Regions from separate parts of the Mus musculus genome. Here region 1 is linked to region 2. The links are chromatin contacts, called in public Hi-C maps. All regions are on one chromosome and are shown on one strand. Each heading gives the region's core, a stretch centred on a gene start, on an enhancer-like site or on the middle of the called end of the contact. The rest is flanking DNA. Distances are from core to core; before and after follow the strand shown. Region 1 holds the start of Cox17 (cytochrome c oxidase assembly protein 17, copper chaperone). Region 2 holds the start of Rabl3 (RAB, member RAS oncogene family-like 3).

Region 1 (3,956 bases), core at 173-2,672, 810 kb after region 2:
TATGCCCTTCTGAACCTCCGTTTGTTATGAAGATTAAATGCCTCTCACGCTCAACTCTATACAGGGAAGCTGTGATGCTGAAGATTATATTGATCCTAGTTGAATTTAAGAAATGCCAGGAAAAGGCATTTTTAATTCTGTTAATTGGTATAATGACAAATATCTGATTGCACAATTAATAAAACCAGTTTAGGAGCTGAGGGTATGTAACCCAGTTTGTAGACTATTTGCCTAACATGCAGGAAGTCCTTATATACCAGGAAAGGATGGCACACACTTGTAATTCCAACATTTAATAATCAGTTCAGGGTCATCCACAGATCATTCAAGGCCAGCTTAGGCTAGAGACTTTGTCTATAAATATTTATATTAAAATTAAAACCACTTTTTTGGGTGTGTGTGAAGAAATGGCTCACTGGTTAAGAGTATTGGCTGCTCTTCTGGAGATTCTGAGTTCAATTCCCAGCAATTACATGGTGGCTCATGACTATCTGTGATGAGATCTGATGCCCTCTTCTGGTGTGTCTGAAGACAGCTACAGTGTACTCAGATACATACAATAAATAACTACAAACCACTTTTTTCCTGACCTACAGCTAGTTTAAGGAAGCCACTCAATGCTGTACATCTTAGTGAACTTGAATACAATTAGAATGGTTGATTTGAAGCAATGGAGCTCTACTGAGGGGGTTACACTTTCAGTATCAGTTACCATGTCATTTACTTATCCAAAACACACACACACACACACACACACACACACACACACACACAGAGAGAGAGAGAGAGAGAGAGAGAGAGAGAGAGAGAGAGAAACAGAGACAGAGAGACAGAGACAGCCCATCACAGTTGTTGAAAGTAGAAAAAAATCTTATCTTCTTTCATGACTACTGTGTCATGATATATTATCTGAAAATTTAGCATATATGCCGGAGAGAAATAGGAGGTAGGGGGCCTTTGTATCTGTATCTGCAGAATGTCTACAAAGCAGGAAGGAAGAAAGACCATAAAATATCCCAGGGTGGAACCCGGATCTGCTACTGCTTGTCCAGTACCAAAAGGTCAGCCCTGAAAATACGAATACAGTTAGCATTATACTGGACTGAATGGGTCATATAGGAATATATGTATGCATGTATACATATAAGCATGCAATAACAATTAGGGAGGAAAAGGCCATGAATTTGAAGGATAGTGGGGAATGGGTATGTATATGTAAGGATTTGTAGAAAGGAAAGGGAAAGGGAAAATGATGTAATTAAATTACAATCTCAAAAACAAAACAAAAACAAAAACCATTCTGGGTGACCTTTTAACCTTTGCGCCAGCGCTGACGCCACGCCCTTGGAGCGAGGCCTTGTACCACTTCTTTTGCGCACGCGCTTCTTAGACTTACTTCCGTCCGGAGAGGCGGGACTTCCTGTCCCCCTTCGATTGACTGCGGAAGTGGAGACAGACGGCTCAGGGTAGTCGGAGTTTGGGAGCTTTGCGCGTGTGCGCTCATAGTTGCTTTCGCCTGGAAAGATGCCGGGACTGGCGGCCGCTAGCCCTGCCCCGCCCGAGGCTCAGGAGAAGAAGCCACTGAAGCCCTGCTGTGCCTGCCCGGAAACCAAGAAGGCGCGTGATGCGTGGTCAGTGCGTAGCCCGGGAGGGAAGCCCGGGCTTTAGCAGCTCGGCTCCACTCTGCTCTCTGGGACTCTGGAGATGCAGGGACCCATAGTTCCGCTGTCCTCTCTGCTCCCTGATCCCGCACCCCAGTCTCAGTTAGGGGTCAACGGAGAGGGCAAGAGGTTACATTGATCCCAAGGTTCTCGTCCTTCATTCCTTACTACGATTGCATTTTAGTCTTCTTAGGGATAAGACCCAGATAAATAGAAGTGCGTAAAGATGCTTCTTGATTTAAAGGCATTTAAAATATGTGGAGATTTGTTACCAGCCAATACTATACCACCAGCTGTGATAGATTTACTAAGACCTAGGTGTAAATTTTTCAGGTAATCTTTAGTAATTTTTTTTTTTTTTGGTCGAAACGTGTGAATAGTAGAACACAGGATACATTTCTGAAGGGATACCCTTTCCAAGAAGTTAAAAGTCAACCTGTCTGGAGCTGGAGAGATGGCTAAGTGGATAAAAGCCCTGGTTGACCTTCCAGAGGGCCTAGTTTCGATTCCCAGCACCCACACGACTGTTAACAATCTTGTGTAATTCCAACCCCAGAATAATCTGACACCCCCTTCTAGCTATTGCGGGCACTGCACACACATGGTGTGCAGGCAAAACACCTATACACATAAAAACAAATTGTAAAACTTGTCTACAGGACAGAGGTGATATTAATGTTCATCGACTTTATCATCAAGTCACAAAAGGTTTTGTTTGGTCTCCTCCCTTTTATGTAGCCTGGGTTCTGGGGCAGATACTGAAGTCCTCAGTGTGGCTATGCATCTCCATCTTCTCCCATCAAAGCAGAAAAATACTCGGAGAAACAAATATGGATTCTCATGGTGTGATTTCATTACCGGAGAGACTGAAACAGTTTTAAGTCTAGCCTGAACATCCGAGTGAGACCATGTCTCAAAATAAAAATAGAAAAATACACAAAACAAAGTATTCCTTGGTATTGTAAGGTAATAAGAGTGTAACCAGTTATTATTATCACTACCTATAAATGGAGAATTTAAAGATCGATCTGATACCAAGGTTCTTGAAATACCAAGGTAACCTGCTTAAGGAGACTTTGGTGTGGCTCAAGACTCAGAGCTTAGAAATACAGTCAGGCTTTGAATCTTCTCCCTCCAAGTTGGTGACCTTATGCAAGGTACTTAACAAGTCTGCTTCACACGTGTGTTGAACGAGTCCCGCATTTCTGTAAGGTTTAGCAGTGGGTGTCGGTGGTAAGGGGAAGCTAGCTGTTATACGGAACTCACTGTCACACCCAGTCTTCTCATCTGCTGGTAAGGATGGTAATAGGAGAACCTCTTATTCTTTTTGAGACAGGGTTTTGCCATGTAGCCCAAGCTGGCCTCCTCCTGAGGAGTCTCCTGTCTTAGCTTCCCGAGCATGATTACAGGGGTGTTTCAGTACATTTGGGCTCTTGTGACTACTCTTAGGATTTTATCATCACAGACCCTTAACCTTCTGAAGAACGATTCATCTTGGTTGCTCGTGGCTACCAGATCTCTTTTGATGTTTATGTTGTTGGGTGTTTAATGATTAAAGGTAGGCTTAGGTATTTGGATGTAAGAGGAAAAGGAGAAACAGGAAGTTAATTTCTGTGTGATAGGAGGACCAAACGTTAGACTCTTTCCTCGTCATTTTATGTAAATATTCAGTTTATTTCATTATAAAGAAATGTTTATTATTCCTTGGGTATAGAATAAAGGCATCATTTGCTACACATAATTATTTCATCTAATTAGAACCTTCCCCAGACAACAACAAAAACAAACGTTAAGACCTTAGTTCTATGGAACACTTTTGTGGGAACAGAACCATCTTAAGAGCAAATACCAGAGAGCAAAGGAGCTGAGCTGGTTGGTGTAGTAGGGATTTGTTTGTCACTCCAGCTACATCTGCACGTGCCCTGTCTCACTCCCTGTCACAGATTCTCCATGAATGTGCTTGTCGTCTATTTATTAGGTAACGAGTGCATCTTATTTTATAGCATCATTGAGAAAGGAGAAGAACACTGTGGACATCTCATTGAAGCCCACAAGGAGTGCATGAGGGCACTGGGATTTAAGATATGACGTGGTGAGTGAACTGTAATGCTTCAAGTTTGAGTGTTAACCTTACAGAGGTAGCTGCGAGGCAGGCAGCATTCTCCAAAAGGTAGCTTGCCTGGTTAATATAGCATGTTTAAGTAGCAGCTTAGTTCAGTTTCTAGAATGGGGTTGTAACAGTTTGGTGCCAACAATTTGAGGCACCCAGTAGATCTGAGACAGTATAAAGCTTTT
Region 2 (3,645 bases), core at 528-3,027:
TGATACTCCTCTGGGTGTCCTGAAAATCAGTACAAAGGGACGTTATCAATACTCTTCCAGCCAATAGTTTGAAGCTTGGAAATCCCAGGTCAGCTTCTTAGTGTTAGCCCCAGAAAATCCACAGCCTTCATTTCTTCACATATAAAATAATTAAAGAGCCTTTCTCACACAGGGCTTTGCTCCTTCCCCACATCCCCAATTAAGATAAATCAAGAGTATTCAATCTCTGGGCTTCTTAAAGCTCCTTAAATCAAGTTCTAAAACTGACAGCCCATACAGAACGTTTTCAACAACTTTATGAATTGGTTGTCGACATTTAAAAATCTTGGGTGCCTATAAATCCCAACTGCCTACTCCTCTTGCAGATTGGAAGTAAATGGCCAAAGTCAGACCATGTTCCTATATTAGCTAGTCTCTATGGCAGGTGACACTTAAGTAACTTCTCTGTCTGTGGAGGCTTCTTGGTGTGGTAGCTAGTGGTCTTCATTTATCTTCTTCTCTTCACAGTAATCAGGCATCTCATCTCCCAACGTCACCTTACCCAGTCCAGACCTAGATTCTAGTTGTAAAAACTTTTAAGGACCACTGTGCCCCTGGTGTGGAACTGGGAGAATCAAAAGTTCAAACCACTCTGCTTTTTTAGCAAAGTCATCCTCATATCCACCCTCAGTCCTCAAAGCTAAGCCCAAACCTTTCTCCTACTGTAGTTAGGCTTTGGGTAATGTTTCCTGGCCTTCTCAAATCCCCAACAGTGGCATCCAACACTCTCCCTCGCATTTCCTCAGAATTTGTACAGTTTCTACTTCGAAGGCCTCTTGTTCATTAATGCTAGCGCCTAGCATATTCTACTGAGATACCTGAACTTTCAATACATCCTCTGGGCACGTGTTCTTGTAGCATATCCATCCTGCCAGCTTCCACACAAATCACTTGTTTCACACCTGCATCCCAATAATGAGCGCTATAAGCCATCTTTTTTTTTTCTTTTTAAATTTAACTTGTAATTGCTTTAAGCAAGGAGCTACTACATTAAACTTGTGATTTTTGAAAAAACTATGCTGGATGAAAAGGGATTTAAAAAAAAAACACAAAGTGGGTGCAGGAAGCCCTTTTAGTTAGACTATTTTTAAATACTACTTCCCAAGTTCTAGAAGAACGTGGATCCTACAGAGCCTCTACAGTTTTCTGTTACTGTATTTTACGAACTCTCCATTCCTTCGTCCTACGACGGAGACAGCTCCGGACCGAGGTGCCCTCCACCAGCTGTGTTCAGACATGTCCAGACCCCGAGACCCCACAGTCCCTCAGACGCGCCCAGGGGCTTCCCGGGCCACACTCGACGCCGCCAAGCCCGTCCTACCCGAGGTCGCACATGGGCCGCTCCGGGGCAATGGTTCTTTAGAAGACTAAGAAGAGGACCAAAGCAAGAGGTGGCCGAGGAGAGGGGACTAGACAAGGAAGGGGACGGATAGAAGAAACCATGAAATGCCACGCCAGGTCAGAAACCGGGAACAAGGACGGGAGAATGAGGTTTACCCAAGTGGATGCTCGAACACTCCCACTACAGCCGCCCTCAGCACCTCAACTACCGGCTTCAGCCAGCCCACGCCACTTGCGAGACAAGGACGAACGCCTAATTCCTGCGACCGGTTTGGAAACCGCCCGCTAATCCGCACCCCGAAGCTTTCGATCAGTCACGCTCTGACCGACCAATGAGATGATTTGCCCTGCCCACAAGCCCTGCGCTGATTGGTGAGAATCCAGGAACGGGCGTCAACCTCAAGGAAATCGTGGCAAGATGGCGTCCCTGGATCGGGTGAAGGTTCTGGTGTTGGGAGACTCAGGTGAGCCGCTTAACCCACGTCTGGGACTACCAACACGCCCGAGCTTCCCGACACCGCTCTCTCTTCGCTGTTTACCCCCCCAGCTGCCTAGCGCTTAGGTCGACAGCTGAAATTCCTTTCAAGACCTTAAAACTACACTTCCCAGAGGACTTTGCTCCTTTTGTCGACGTGGTGGCGTGGCGGGAGGTGGGGGGCGCGGAGTCTATGGGTGGAAAAGGGACTAGTTCCACTCACTATCACTCCTAGTGACCCTCTAGGAAAATTTTTGCTTCCTGTCCCCACAACCCTAGGTTCTGCTGGCCTAGAAGTTTTGGTTCCAGAGAGGGGAGAGCTCCTACCAGGAGCCACAAAAAACATTCCAGTTCTTCCACTGCAAGCTTTGTTGCTGGGGAGTGGGTGTGGGGTAAGACATGGTCTCACTAAGTAGTCCTGACTAACGTAGAACTAGCTATGTATATCAGGCTAGTCTAAAACTCACTATATAAACAAGGCAGGCCTAAAATGAAGAGATACACCTGCCTCTGCCACTGTATTAGTCAGGGTCCTCTAGAGTCACAGAACTTATGGGTAGTTTCTTATAGTAAGGGAATTTGTTGATGACCTACGGTCTGTAGCCCAACTCCCCAACAATGGTCAGCAGCAGCTGTGAATGGAAGTCCAAGGATCTAGCAGTTGCTCAGTCCCACAAGGCAAGCAAACGAAGAAGAATCTTCCTCCTTCCAATGTCCTTAAGTAGGTCTCCAGCAGAAGGTGTAGCCCAGATTAAAGGTGTAGGCCTCCCTGCCTGGTGCTGGGACTTGCTTTGTCCCAGATGACCTTGAACTCAGAGATCTCCTTGTCTTAGTCTCCTGGGATTCATAGCCACTATGCCTCAAGATCCAGGTCAGAAACTTGAATCTCCCAGCCACGAGATCAGGATCACAGTGAGCCCTCCAATTCTGGATTGTAGTTCATTCCAGATATAGTCCAGCTGACAACCAAGAATAGCCACTACAGCCGCCGACCTTCTTTAAGACAAGCTCTCCCCTTGGCCTGGAGCCCCTAGGCTAAGGCTGTCAGGCCAACAAACATCAGGGATTGCCTCTCTCTGCCTCCCCAGCACTGACATTAGAGACGTGTGCCTCTTTGCCTGGCTGCTGTGTGTCAGTTCTGTGAACACAACTCGGGTTCTCATGCTTGTAGGGCAAGCACTGAGCCCCATGCGGTTCTTTTGTTTGTTTTTAAGTACACTTTGTATATGATCACAATAACAACATGGTATAATAGAGAAAGTCATATGGCTGGCAATAGTGCTCTAAGGTGATGTTGTTGTTTGGTTTTTTTTTTTTTATACTTTCTCAGTTTTTGGTAATAGAGTTTTTATAATAAAAAGTAAATATTAATGATAGGTCTATATATAACATTGCACAACAAAGAGATTTCCCAAGTGTTTGATACAATTAACAACAGCCAGGTAAATGAATGAGTGACTCCACACCCGCAAATAAAAGACTCATAGCCATGAAAATAGAAGACTCATCTCTTTCCTCTCCACCTAGCTCTTGAAGAGGTGCCCTTTAGTGTTAATGAAAAGATTGCCTGAGCCCAATAGATCTAAAAGGGGGTGAAGCATTGCTTCAAAATTAATAGGCATGATGAAGGAAAGCAAGTGGAATTACCATCATCGTCATTCAGAGGATAAGTCTGGGACCATGTGGTTAGCTGCTTTTTTCAGACCTACATGTAGGCACCAAAGTCCTTTGAGTATGGTAGCATGGCATCATGGATCCTGTCACGGGAGGTATTCAAACAATTTGTTAGA

Evidence for each region. Hi-C and Micro-C count contacts between places; a contact is called where the count stands out from the background.
Region 1: a Hi-C map of CD8 T cells shows a contact between it and region 2, with 6 times the contacts expected there. The contact joins the promoter of Cox17 here to the promoter of Rabl3 in region 2. A contact is called at or near these places in 2 of 39 promoter capture datasets (the C10 cell line and pre-B cells), 3 of 484 Hi-C or Micro-C datasets (CD4 T cells, CD8 T cells and pre-B cells) and 1 of 9 other capture datasets (liver).

What each region holds. Positions count from the first base shown.
Region 1 is chr16:38,345,577-38,349,532 of GRCm38.p6, forward strand. It overlaps Cox17 (cytochrome c oxidase assembly protein 17, copper chaperone), which reads left to right and starts at 1,423. Exons shown (of 3, transcript NM_001017429.2): 1 at 1,423-1,631; 2 at 3,665-3,753. The coding sequence starts at 1,525. The coding sequence ends at 3,749.
Region 2 is chr16:37,538,117-37,541,761 of GRCm38.p6, forward strand. It overlaps Rabl3 (RAB, member RAS oncogene family-like 3), which reads left to right and starts at 1,778. Exons shown (of 8, transcript NM_001042499.1): 1 at 1,778-1,844. The coding sequence starts at 1,799. Gtf2e1 (general transcription factor II E, polypeptide 1 (alpha subunit)) reads right to left here and starts at 1,673. Exons shown (of 5, transcript NM_028812.4): 1 at 1,537-1,673.